Regions from separate parts of the Zea mays genome. Here all the other regions are linked to region 3. A link is a contact called in public Hi-C data. All regions are on one chromosome and are shown on one strand. Each heading gives the region's core, a stretch centred on a gene start, on an enhancer-like site or on the middle of the called end of the contact. The rest is flanking DNA. Distances are from core to core; before and after follow the strand shown. Region 1 holds the start of LOC541942. Region 2 overlaps LOC103640625 (Protein DYAD). Region 3 has its middle 92 kb from the start of LOC111590781.

The links. Hi-C and Micro-C count contacts between places; a contact is called where the count stands out from the background.
Region 1: a contact with region 3 is called in a Hi-C map of bundle sheath, with 2.3 times the contacts expected there. The contact joins the promoter of LOC541942 here to the enhancer-like site in region 3. A contact is called at or near these places in 4 of 25 Hi-C or Micro-C datasets (bundle sheath, ear, leaf and 1 more).
Region 2: a Hi-C map of leaf shows a contact between it and region 3, with 2.9 times the contacts expected there. The contact joins two enhancer-like sites. A contact is called at or near these places in 3 of 25 Hi-C or Micro-C datasets (leaf, root tip and tassel).

The regions. Positions count from the first base shown.
Region 1 is chr1:180,905,533-180,909,150 of Zm-B73-REFERENCE-NAM-5.0, forward strand. LOC541942 reads left to right here and starts at 1,260. Exons shown (of 13, transcript NM_001319775.1): 1 at 1,260-1,295; 2 at 2,671-3,024; 3 at 3,115-3,202. The coding sequence starts at 2,675.
Region 2 is chr1:180,121,012-180,125,024 of Zm-B73-REFERENCE-NAM-5.0, forward strand. LOC103640625 (Protein DYAD) reads left to right here. Exons shown (of 7, transcript XM_008664066.3): 6 at 1-93; 7 at 242-614. The coding sequence ends at 358. Among protein-coding and RNA genes, the nearest start is that of LOC103640625, 5.6 kb to the left of the region's middle. Within about 2 kb of position 1,535, at least 15 of the 20 cell types and tissues checked have an H3K27ac peak or open chromatin away from gene starts, as enhancers often do. A contact at or near this core is called in leaf and tassel, where this site is marked.
Region 3 is chr1:180,571,318-180,574,833 of Zm-B73-REFERENCE-NAM-5.0, forward strand. No RefSeq gene overlaps it. Among protein-coding and RNA genes, the nearest start is that of LOC111590781, 92 kb to the left of the region's middle. Within about 2 kb of position 1,829, at least 16 of the 20 cell types and tissues checked have an H3K27ac peak or open chromatin away from gene starts, as enhancers often do. A contact at or near this core is called in bundle sheath, ear, leaf and 1 more, where this site is marked.

The sequences.
Region 1 (3,618 bases), core at 10-2,509, 330 kb after region 3:
TCCTACCTCTATCCGAGGTGTTTGGGTTTTGCAAAATTCGACTAATTCACCTGACATTATTTCACCAAGACCTATAATACGAAATAACTTAATATTGGAATAAATCACTCATTATAGCAATTAATAAATGGAAAGAATTTGGCATTAGTTCATGAGAAATTCTGTATGGATAGGGATAAAGGAAGGAAAGAATAAATAAAGATCCTTTTTGTATCGTGTTCCATATCTTTTGTCATACTCTTCTTTCCGCGGGAGGTGTATACTTAAAAAAAAGAATAAAGGGTTAATTCATTCTTGATAGCCATTTCCTTAACCTACATGCCTTCTTGATACGAATTCCATTATTATAAAGAAAATCATGCATGTATTTTTAGTCCCTTGGATCCAAACAAACTTTAGATTATACTAACCATGTAATATTTTAGATGTGCCATGTTTGTAAGCTAGGGCCCAACCATTTAATGTTTTAGATGTGCTCTGTTTGTAAGCTAGACCCCAACCATGTAATGTTTTAGAAGTGCTATGTTTGTAAGCCAGAATCCACGTGAAACACAAGACTGAAAAACACAAGAACAAGAAATACACATGAATAAAACTGAAATTATGCACGAATAAGAGAGATAAAAAAACACACATGATCGTTGTGGGATTGCCCCCTTTGAATGTAGGAAAAGCAAAGAAAAAAATAGGATCCCTATATACCAAATTACTACAACATTCTTTGGTATGCAAGAAATTGATAGCAAGAAAAATATAGGAAACTATTATTTGTGTTTGATTTTATAGTAAAAACTTCCACTCAAAGCCGAGCATCTAAGCATAGGAAACTATCATCGTTTCTTATATTCCCCACGGTTCATCTAAGCATCTTTCTCTATATTTTTCGTTTTTTATTCTATTATATATATACATCCCTATCCAATTCATGCATTTTTCTACCTTCTATTTTTTTCGAACGAGAAATTATGATTCAGGACAGTGCAGAAAAAGAGAATACGGTTAAAGCCGAGCGTTGAAGAGTAAAACTTCCCCCACAAATAATTACTCAACCCCGACGAGAGAAAAAAAAAACACTTTTCATAAAAAAACAGTGTGCCAGCAGATGGGTCCCACCCCACTCCACCCATCAGATCTCACCAACCACCTCACCACACCCCACCCCACCCCCAAAACCACACGAACCCAGAGAGTGGATTATAAATAAGCCCTCCCAAACCCCTTCCATTTCCCGTGCTCCTCTCCTCCTCCTCACCTATCATCGCCGCTGCGCCGTCTCCTCCGCTCCCGTCGTCCGGGTAAGCAACCGCGCGCGGCGCCCCCCTCTCGTTCATATCGTTTCGCGCTTGGTGTTGTGGGGATCCGTGTGTACGTGCGTGGCCGATGCTCTGCTTCCGTCCGCCCCCCGGCCCCCGCCCGATCGGCCTGGCGACGCTGCCGGGATCAGCGTCTGACTGGCCCGCCCATTTTTCTCCTTATCCGGTTGGCCTGGCTAGGTCCGGGTTCGATTATTGGACTAGAGCATCGTCGATCTGGTGATGCGGGTGGGCTGGTTTTGGCCCCCGAGCAGAGCTCTGGATCTGAGCTCTGCTCGGTCCGATGGATCTCGGTCCGATGGATCTGTTGGGAGTGGACAAACTGCTTCGCTCTCGCTTGGCACGCGACCACGCGTTGAGATCTGATAGTTATGTTCCAATCGGCCGCTGGTGAGGTTCTGCCGGGGTTTAGTTTAGTTTGGATCTGAGGGGGGTTTAGTTCAGTTTAGTTTTGGATCTGAGGTGTGTTTGATTTTAGTTTAGACCATGTTGACTTCTGTGACGACGACTAGTACTGGCTTCGCTTTGCGGATCATTATTATTTCAGCTGCTCCGTGCGCGCGGCTCTGTCGAGATCCAACACATTTTTTTTGTTATTATTAATAGTCTATACGAAGTGGTAGCTTGTGCTGGCACCCAGCGCATCAAGCGTCTGTCGTTTGACTGGCTGGCTGCGCTTCCGCATGGTTGGACTTGCCAGATCTTTCTGATTCGGAGGCCGGAATATGCCGTCAGCCACTGCGTGTGAGTGCAGTGTGGAGTGGCATGCGCCGTGCTGATGTCCTGGATCCACCCACTGGTAACCAATTATTATTGGTTAGGTAAAGTGTATCTAGTTGGCCAGCACCCACCCCTCGGGACTGGGCCCCACTTTCTGTTGGTGTGCCCCTTACCTAACTGACCTACCTACTAGGATGAACCTATTTTATTCCTTGATTGAAGCTTTAACTTTTACTAGATGTAGAATCCGATGCATAAGGGTCAGGAGCTTTGTTAGATATACTACTAAATTTATCATAGTATAGTGGTATAGTGCGCACAATGCTGTCTTTGTCGGATTATCAGCAATATACGAGTATGAACATGGAGTTCATAGTTATTATTTTGATTGGCAAAACGTAATCAAAACGTTTACCGTATAAAGTGACTCTTAATTTGGTATTGTTAACGAGACATTTTTTTATATATTATTATGTGGTCGTGACACAGATTCCTGATCTCTGTTGCAAGATCCCGTTTTCAATACTCCCTTCTTTCAGCATGACCTTAATCATATCGTTCTCATCAATAAACATCTGTATTCCTTGTTACAATAGTTGACATGGTATTTCTGACTGTAATTCTATTTATGGCACAGAAAGATGGCGTCCCACATTGTTGGATACCCTCGCATGGGCCCCAAGAGGGAGCTCAAGTTTGCACTTGAGTCTTTCTGGGATGGGAAGAGCACCGCTGAGGATCTGGAGAAGGTTGCTACCGACCTCAGGGCCAGTATCTGGAAGCAGATGGCTGATGCTGGGATCAAGTACATCCCCAGCAACACTTTCTCGTACTATGACCAGGTCCTTGACACCACTGCCATGCTCGGCGCTGTCCCCGAACGTTACTCATGGACTGGAGGAGAGATTGGATTTGACACCTACTTCTCCATGGCCAGGGGCAACGCCACTGTTCCTGCTATGGAGATGACCAAGTGGTTTGACACCAACTAGTGAGTCCTTTGCCTGCTACCAATGGTAATTTTAGTTTGAGCTTTTGTATTTAATATTTTTTGCTGACAAACTTTGTTCTACTTTTACAGCCACTTTATTGTCCCTGAATTGGGCCCAAACACCAAGTTCTCCTATGCTTCTCACAAGGCTGTTAACGAATATAAGGAGGCTAAGGCGGTATGATACACTCATTATATTTCTGTTGTCTCAGTTTAATGTGTCAGCCTACTGTCCTAATGTTAATTTCCTACTTGTGTACTTGATTTTCTGATGGTTACTAATATATTCCTATTTTTATTGACATTATAATTACCCAATAAGGTCATTCCATAGTTTAGCATGCATTCAGCTAATTGAACCTCAAGTATCGTTCGTTTTTAATCCTGCTCTTAATTAGCAATTTTGTATTAACCCAGAAACTGGGATATACATCCAGATACCTACTTTCTGTAACATTTTGGAATCTTGTTATTGTGGTATTGTCAGATCAAATTGATTGCAAACAGTCTTGGTACTTTTGAGCTTTCTACCTAATTGTTTGAATTTCAGTGTTGGCACATTGAACAAAAATGACCTTCATGGAAACAACAATT
Region 2 (4,013 bases), core at 285-2,784, 450 kb before region 3:
CTCCTCCCCTCACCAGCCTCGCCGAGCCAGGTCCAGCCTCTGCCGTCAACAACCATGGTCGTGGGCGACTTCAACATGCAGCTCCGGCACATGGTGAGCTTGTCCTCCTTAGCGCCGTGCTTCCTGTTAAAAAAAAACCCAGTCTTGCCACATCGCTAGCTCGTGCCACGGATAAAATGAACAATGGCACACATGATCGTTAAGATGACTGACCTGTGCCTGGCCATTGTTGCTGCCACAGGACACGTCGTCGTCGTCGTCATCAGGACCGTGCGGTGCCAAGGCGCTGAAGCTCGACGCCGGAGCTGGAGGTGGCGAGGTTGGCACTGAGCTGGTCCTGGCGACCCCCACCTACTGACGAGTTCTTATAAATGGACAGATGACCACTGAAGTTTTGCCTCACCTCACCTCACCGCCATTAACCCATCGTCGCCTCACATCTGAGAACATAGCACACATGACAGGATAGCTGCAGATTACCTACCCTTTTACCTTTGCTTTAATTGTCAGTCAGTAGCCGTCACTAGTCTCAGTTGGAACTTACTTGCAGGTGGGTTTACTTACAGCTGAGCACCATGTTGCTGCTGCTTAATCCCTACAGTAGTTTGTACTTTTGGTTGGAGACATTTGTCTGCCACTCTGTTGAAGCCAAATGCTCATCAGGAGCTGGCATCTGTAGTGCCGCCGCCACCTTTTGTCTTGCCTTTGTTTGCTTGATGGTTTCTTGACCCAGCTATGACTGTATGCTTGATTTTGCCATCCTCATATTCCTCAACCTCAACCTTTCATTCTGAAGCCTTCTCCACTTTCGGTGCTTCTCGTAGATCAGCGATAGCGATAATTACGTTCTGACCAAAGGTTGTATCTGCTCGCTTCAGACAGATCAAAACAGTAGATTTCCCCTTTTCAATCACATCGACTGAAAAAATGAGCCTTGTCAACTTGAATCTTCTTGCTGTTTGAATGAACGGAGGCTTATCGGCGCCTAGAGCTCAGCTTACTGATGCAGAGTTCACCGGTAGTAGGGGGCTTGTCATGGACAGCGCACAGCCATCAGCAGCAACACTAAGAAGGTGTTTGGTTTTTATTCATTTTATTCCATTTTAATCCTTAAATTTAAAAAATACGGAGTTTTTGTTTATGTATTTGATAATTTAGGGACTAAGAGGTGTTTGAATGTACTAGAGCTAAAAGTTAGTTGGTTAAAAATTTGTTAGTGAAATTAACTAATTTACTAAAAATAGCTAATAGCTGAACTATTAGCTAAAGTATTTAGATGTCTGCAGCTAATTTTAGTCACTAACTATTATCTTTAGTGTATTTAAACACCACCTAAGAGGTGTTTGGTTCCTACGAATTAATTTTTTATCACTTTATTTTATTTTAGTCTCTAAATTATTATTAAATATGGAAACTAAAACTCTATTTTAGTCCACTGGGCTTCTCATCATTATCTAATGGGCCTATACACAATCCTATAAACCGTCCTCATTCTTTCTCATTATGCTCGGAAGTTGGTTGGTAAAATGGGACGAGGCTTGTCGACCTGGGCCGGCCTTCATCTGCGCAGTGCCTATTGGATCTTCAATCGGTTAGACCACCGTATTGTTAACAAACGCTGACGAAGGTTTACATGGATAATTACCGGTTTTATTTTTGAGGGTCTCACGTCTCTATATAAAAAACTAGTACATTCTCTTATAATACAGAGAAGAAAAAGGCCAAGAGTCCAACCCTATATTATGTGTTTATCTGTCGTGCTTCCGTGAAGGGAATCGAGAATCACGTTCTTCATATCTAATCTGCTGACGAGAGGAAATGGAGTGGATCTAGTGATTGCGGTAACGTAATTTGTGATTTGTCAACACATATGCCAAAGCCCCTGTGAACAAGTATATCTGGGATGCTATAAATTTCATAAATCTTATAAACACACACAACAATGCTATTTGCCACCAGCCTCCCGGCACACGCGTGCTACCGAAGCTGCTGGTGATTCTTTGCTTGGTCCTTGCGTCAAGTCATGCTCCAATTTCCGACGAATGCACGATTACGTTGGGCCGGCGAAAGAGATTTTTGCGGTTCACAACTCTGCATCGTGGCCCAAATCGACCAAACGTCCATCGGTAATAGACATAGAGTCCAGAGCGCCTGCTGCTAGGCTTTATTATTGCACCGTTGCTAGTATCTTGGAAGACCAATAAGTGAAGTGAATTTTTCTCTCTTCTTCTCACTTAAACTTGGTTTTAGTTTACACTAACTTAATTATTAGACCAAGTTTGTGTTGTTTAAGTTATTTTTTGCAGGACCACCTATTCACCCCCATCTAGGTGTTCTCAACTACTATAAACTACACCGACACAATCAAGTAGTCAAGAAACTAGCCCATAGTTCAAAAGCTCAATTGAGTATGAAAGTTATACTTCTTGCAACCATAGCCATAATCCAACATGTGAAGAGATATTAACATAGTTTTTCACTCTGAAGCCACTCAACAGGATGTTGTCACCGGTTAAATGGACCCTTTTGAGTGATCGCCTAGAAAACTATGAGCACGACAAGTTCATGTTGACCTTGGGTCATTCGTAGTGGAGTCATGGGAAATAAGGAGCTTCGTCCATCAGTGTTACATTGAAGCGACGAAAGGAGACATGTGCTCCTTTGTTACAAATGTTTAGGTGAAAGCATTCAATTTGGCCAAAGGTGTTCAATTTATCATAGATTTCCATGACATGCATAAATTATTGTGGTGCAATGACCTAGACATCGTTCAAGTCACCTTGTAAGCCCTATAAGATAATTATGAGTTTCACTCTATTGCATCGCTATAGGTACTTTCAGAAGAAGCTAATGCCATGGTTTGTCCTTGCGAGATGTAGTATCACATATGCAAGGATTTGAATAAAACCTTACAGGGGTTATGATATGTAACACGACCATCAAGATCTTAAGGTCTTCAACACGGAAGAGAGAATACAAGCCTAGAAAGTTGTACGTAACAACTTTAAGTATTAGGTGCATCCGTGGTGAGAGCGAGTGGCCAGGGCTCCTTGGTGGTGATTCCGGTGCCTCCTCCACCACCTATGACGCCCACCGAGCTGCGCGTCGCACATGGTTGGCTCCTCCGCTCCCATACCAGAGGGAAGCCGCGGGCGTTGTGATGTGCATGGGGCAGTGATGACATGTGGGGTGGGGTCCAGGGAGGAAAGGGTACGGCGGTGCGGGACCGGGGTGAGTGCGTGTCGGGGTGAGGGCACGGAATTGCAGATCGAGGGAGGGGGGGCTTCGCGGGTATCATGTTGTGGTGGCGGGCATTGCAGGGAGCGTGGCGTGCGCGACGACCATGGGTGGGTATCGCGGGGAGCGGGACATGCACGACGGCCATGAGGCAGGCATCGCGGGGAGCGGTTCGTGCACGACGGCCATGAGGGCTGGCATCGCGGGGGCGGGGGCAGGGGCCGGCGGGGGCACGGTGTCTCCATTGCCATCCTCTTCACTCCGTGGGTGAGATTTCAGGGGAGCGGGGGTATCACGGGAGGACGAGCCTTGATGGCGGTAGCGGGGTGCGAGGGCATCGCGGGAAGACGGGGGTGGGGGCATGGCGCACCTGTGGACGCCCACGTTACGTCCTTGTAGAGTAGTAGAGATATATTGAGAACTTCAATGAGTATCTTTGGGTAATTGAAGGCATTGATTCAATCTTGTCTCAGTTTTAAAGAACCCACAACCTAAGGTGGTAAGGCCTTATTAATTTTTTTTCCGAGATTGATGTCTCTCATCATGTCCCTTCTCTTTGGAGATCCACAACCACATTCAACAAGGTAGAAATCTTGCTAAAAATTTGTGGGATGCATATATACTCATTTTTAGTAACATATCTACACATCCACTCTAGTTGAAGCTGTTGATGAAAGGAATAAACACAATATGTGCAGCTGCACTACTGTTTTCTCTCATGATCCGTGATTGTAAACCAACCATCTACTATTTTCCACCTACATATATGCTCTTTT
Region 3 (3,516 bases), core at 579-3,078:
ATTTTGAAGCTCGATACGCCACATACATAGGACATGCAATGCTTCAATTTCAAGACAGGGAAGCCATAATGGCCCCGTACAACTTTAAGTAAGTGTGATTTTGCATAAATAAAATTAATAATTTCAATACACATGCATCACAAATTTGATTCGTACAGGGACCACTGGATATGCTTCCTCATTTATCCTAAGGTTGGAAAGGTGCTGGTGCTCGACTCCTTGAACTTCGACCCTTCGACATATGCAACATTCCTCAGCATCTTAGAGCTGTAAGCCTTTTCTATGCATGCATACTTTTATCGATTAAAATTTGAGAATAACATGGTGATTCTATTTGAGATCACAGTGCTTATAGATTCTATAAGATGAGAGGTGGAAAGTACGACCTGTCGAAAAAACTCGTGCCACTAGACATCCATCATCACTGGCCGGTAAGTATGTGATTTTATGAATACATATCATACACAATGTTGCAACTAAATAACCAATCTCCCGTTATGTAGTGCCACAAGCAACCACAAGGATCGGTCCTATGTGGATTCTATGCGTGCGAGTTCATGAGAGTGAACGGACGATACATCACGAACCCTGACAAGGTATTATTAGTAATAGTTAAGTATGTATTTATGTCATTAAAGATGCAAATGTGTTATTATTGAGTATAAATAGATGATGTTTATAAAATTCCTTTACAGCAATTTCAACGAGGAAACCCGGAGAACTTGACCGAAGCTGCATTGTATGGCATAGTCGAGGACCTCTGCACATTCATATTGAAAGAGGTCATTCCCGCAGAAGGAAAATATCACGATGCTTCCGGGACATTAGCTTTGCCAGAGTTCAGAATACTAACAGAAATTAGTAGATTATCTCTTAGCCGAGATAGTTATTAGAGCTTAGGTGAAAACTTATGATGTATAGAATGCATGAAGCATATATGGTTGTAAACAGAATACTTTGATGTATATAAATGTATGATAGAATTTAATTTCATGTTGCTTTCAATATCAATATAGATATATATATATATGTTTGTGTGTGTAAATAAATATATATATAATTCAGTATTGTTTGAAATTTTGAAAAAAGGCGGGAAAACTTCCACTGGCGGTTTTATAAAGAAAACCGCCAGTGAAAAGTGCATTTCCACTGGCGGTTCGTTAAGAAAACCGCCAGTGAAAATGCACTTTTCACTGGCGGTTCGTTAAGAAAACCGCCAGTGAAAATGCACTTTTCACTGGCGGTTCCAAAATAACCGCCAGTGGAAATGCTGATTTCCACTGACCCCTAGCACTGGCGGTACTGAAAAACGCCAGTGTAAATATGTTTAGAACCGCCACTATAGAGCTTCTGTGTACTAGTGGAACTCCGCCCATGCATTCTAGCACCTCCGGCAAGGGGGTTAATCTCCAGCGAGCAATCGAGGCTGCTTCAATGTCGACCCTTTCTTGTCTCTGCCGCAAACATGCTCGGTACGATCTTTCGAGGCTCCTAATCCACTCGATATGTCCTAAATGATGGAGAAGCTACGAATCCACCGTAGCGGTCTGCACCCTCTCTCTCCTATCTCTCGGCATCCTCACATGCCTAGGCTATGGTGCTCTCGGTTCCGATGAGGGGTCCCACTTCGACCAAGCGATGGAATCTGCATTCGACATGAGTTCCGTCGAGTGCTCGGTGCTCTTTTCTGTTACGGCTGCGAAGAAGGCGGAGCTGACGTGATGGCCCTACAAATCAGTGAACAAAATTGCGTGCGGCTAGCTTTGGGCAAATGAGTGACTGGGTGCGCCGGGAGGCTAAGCAGCGGGTCCCCCTACTCGGCAAGTGCAACTGAGCGCATGTCCCAAGGAGTTGGGCCGACACGGAGCCTGGAGAGATGGTTTTGGGCCGGGAACGGTGGGATTCGGCCCAAATAAGGGTTTTACTTTTTCCCTCTTTTCTGTTTTTATTTTGTTTTCCATTTTTCCACCAAGGTTCAAATTTGTCCCAAGTTCTGCGTATCAAATTTCTAAATGTACAATCAATAAACTCCAGCATGAAATTTAGGTTTCGTTTTATGTATATTTATATTACTATTCTATTTCTTTAAATTAAGCAAACGTTTTTAAATATACACATGCTGCCTTAGGAAAAAGATTAATTTGAAGGTGTGACAAACTTTAGAGGTTAGAGGACAAAAAAATGAATACTCCTTACCTATGTACTTGGGTAAATTATAATCCTTTGTATGCTTTAAATTAATCTCTTTAGAAAGCATAGATGTTACTTATAAATAAATTCCACAAAAGGGATAACTTAATTCGTTTTAGGGCTCTTTTTATTAGAGATCATACTTATCCTAGGAGAAGTAATTCCAATGGTGAAAGGTATTCTAATTTAAAACTTCGGGGAGAACTTTACTAAAAGTATATCATAGGGTTTTCAGGTGTTACACATGTCTATCTATCTGCTGCAGAGGGGTTAACAACAGAAACATATGATCAAGCCGGCGAGCGGCGACAGTGGCAGAAGCTTACGGCATGGGCCATCAGAGGATGAAGAGCTGGTGGTGTTCGCGGCGGAAGGATCAAGGTCAGGGTTGAGCCAGTCGTATGACTTGACGTGCAAGATAGATATATAAAAACACGAACTTGATAGTGTCATCGCCAAAGCCAACGTACGGAAAGGTTAGGTAGATAAAAACACGAGCTTTTTCAGCACTCCAGTAGTACACTATCAAAATTCTGCCTACCGAGAAATTCGGGCTTTTTTGTATCGAGCCCTGAAGAACCCTAGGTCCGGGCGTAGGCCCACGTCCTCTAGTCGCATTCTGTCTGAAATTTGGTACGAGCAGGAGTTTAGGTTTTAGTAAACGCATGCATGAAACAGGTGCACGATCGATGCATGTTGTTGTGTACAGGAATTCAGATTCAGTGAGCAGAGCAGCTAAGTGCAAGTGCTAATGACTACTTCTATCCTACCCTGTCTAGTGAAATTGAACAGAGCACGAGGTGGCCTTGCCGGTCCATGACAATCGTGCATGCAAATTCGTTCCTGGTCGATCATCGGAAATTTTATCGTTTTCGAAATGCTCTGTTTTGAGTGGGGTCATGGACGCGCCATGTAGCAAAAGCTCACAAAGCTTACTTGACAGACAGATAGGCAGAGAGAGAGAGCTAAGCCTCACCGAGCATGTGGCGGAGGAGCTAGACCTCGCCGGGACTGGGCACAGTGCTGGAGCCCCAGAAGACGTGGCGGCAGGCCTCAGAGAGGCGCTGCACGGCGCGGCGCCTGCGGCAGCGGCGCCCCAGCGCTCCAGCCACCGCTGCCCCCGCCAGTGGGCCCACCGACACCGGGTGCACCCGGCGCCTCTTGGCCTCTCTCCGTCAGTCGGCGCTGTCGCCTGCAGCTCCACAACCCCGCGCCCGGTGCCACCACCTCCATGGACCGAGCAAAAGAAAAGAACGAAAGAACACGCTAGCTTTGGTTGGACAAGATGTTTCCAAGTAACCTATGTTTAATCAATCATTGTTTTTA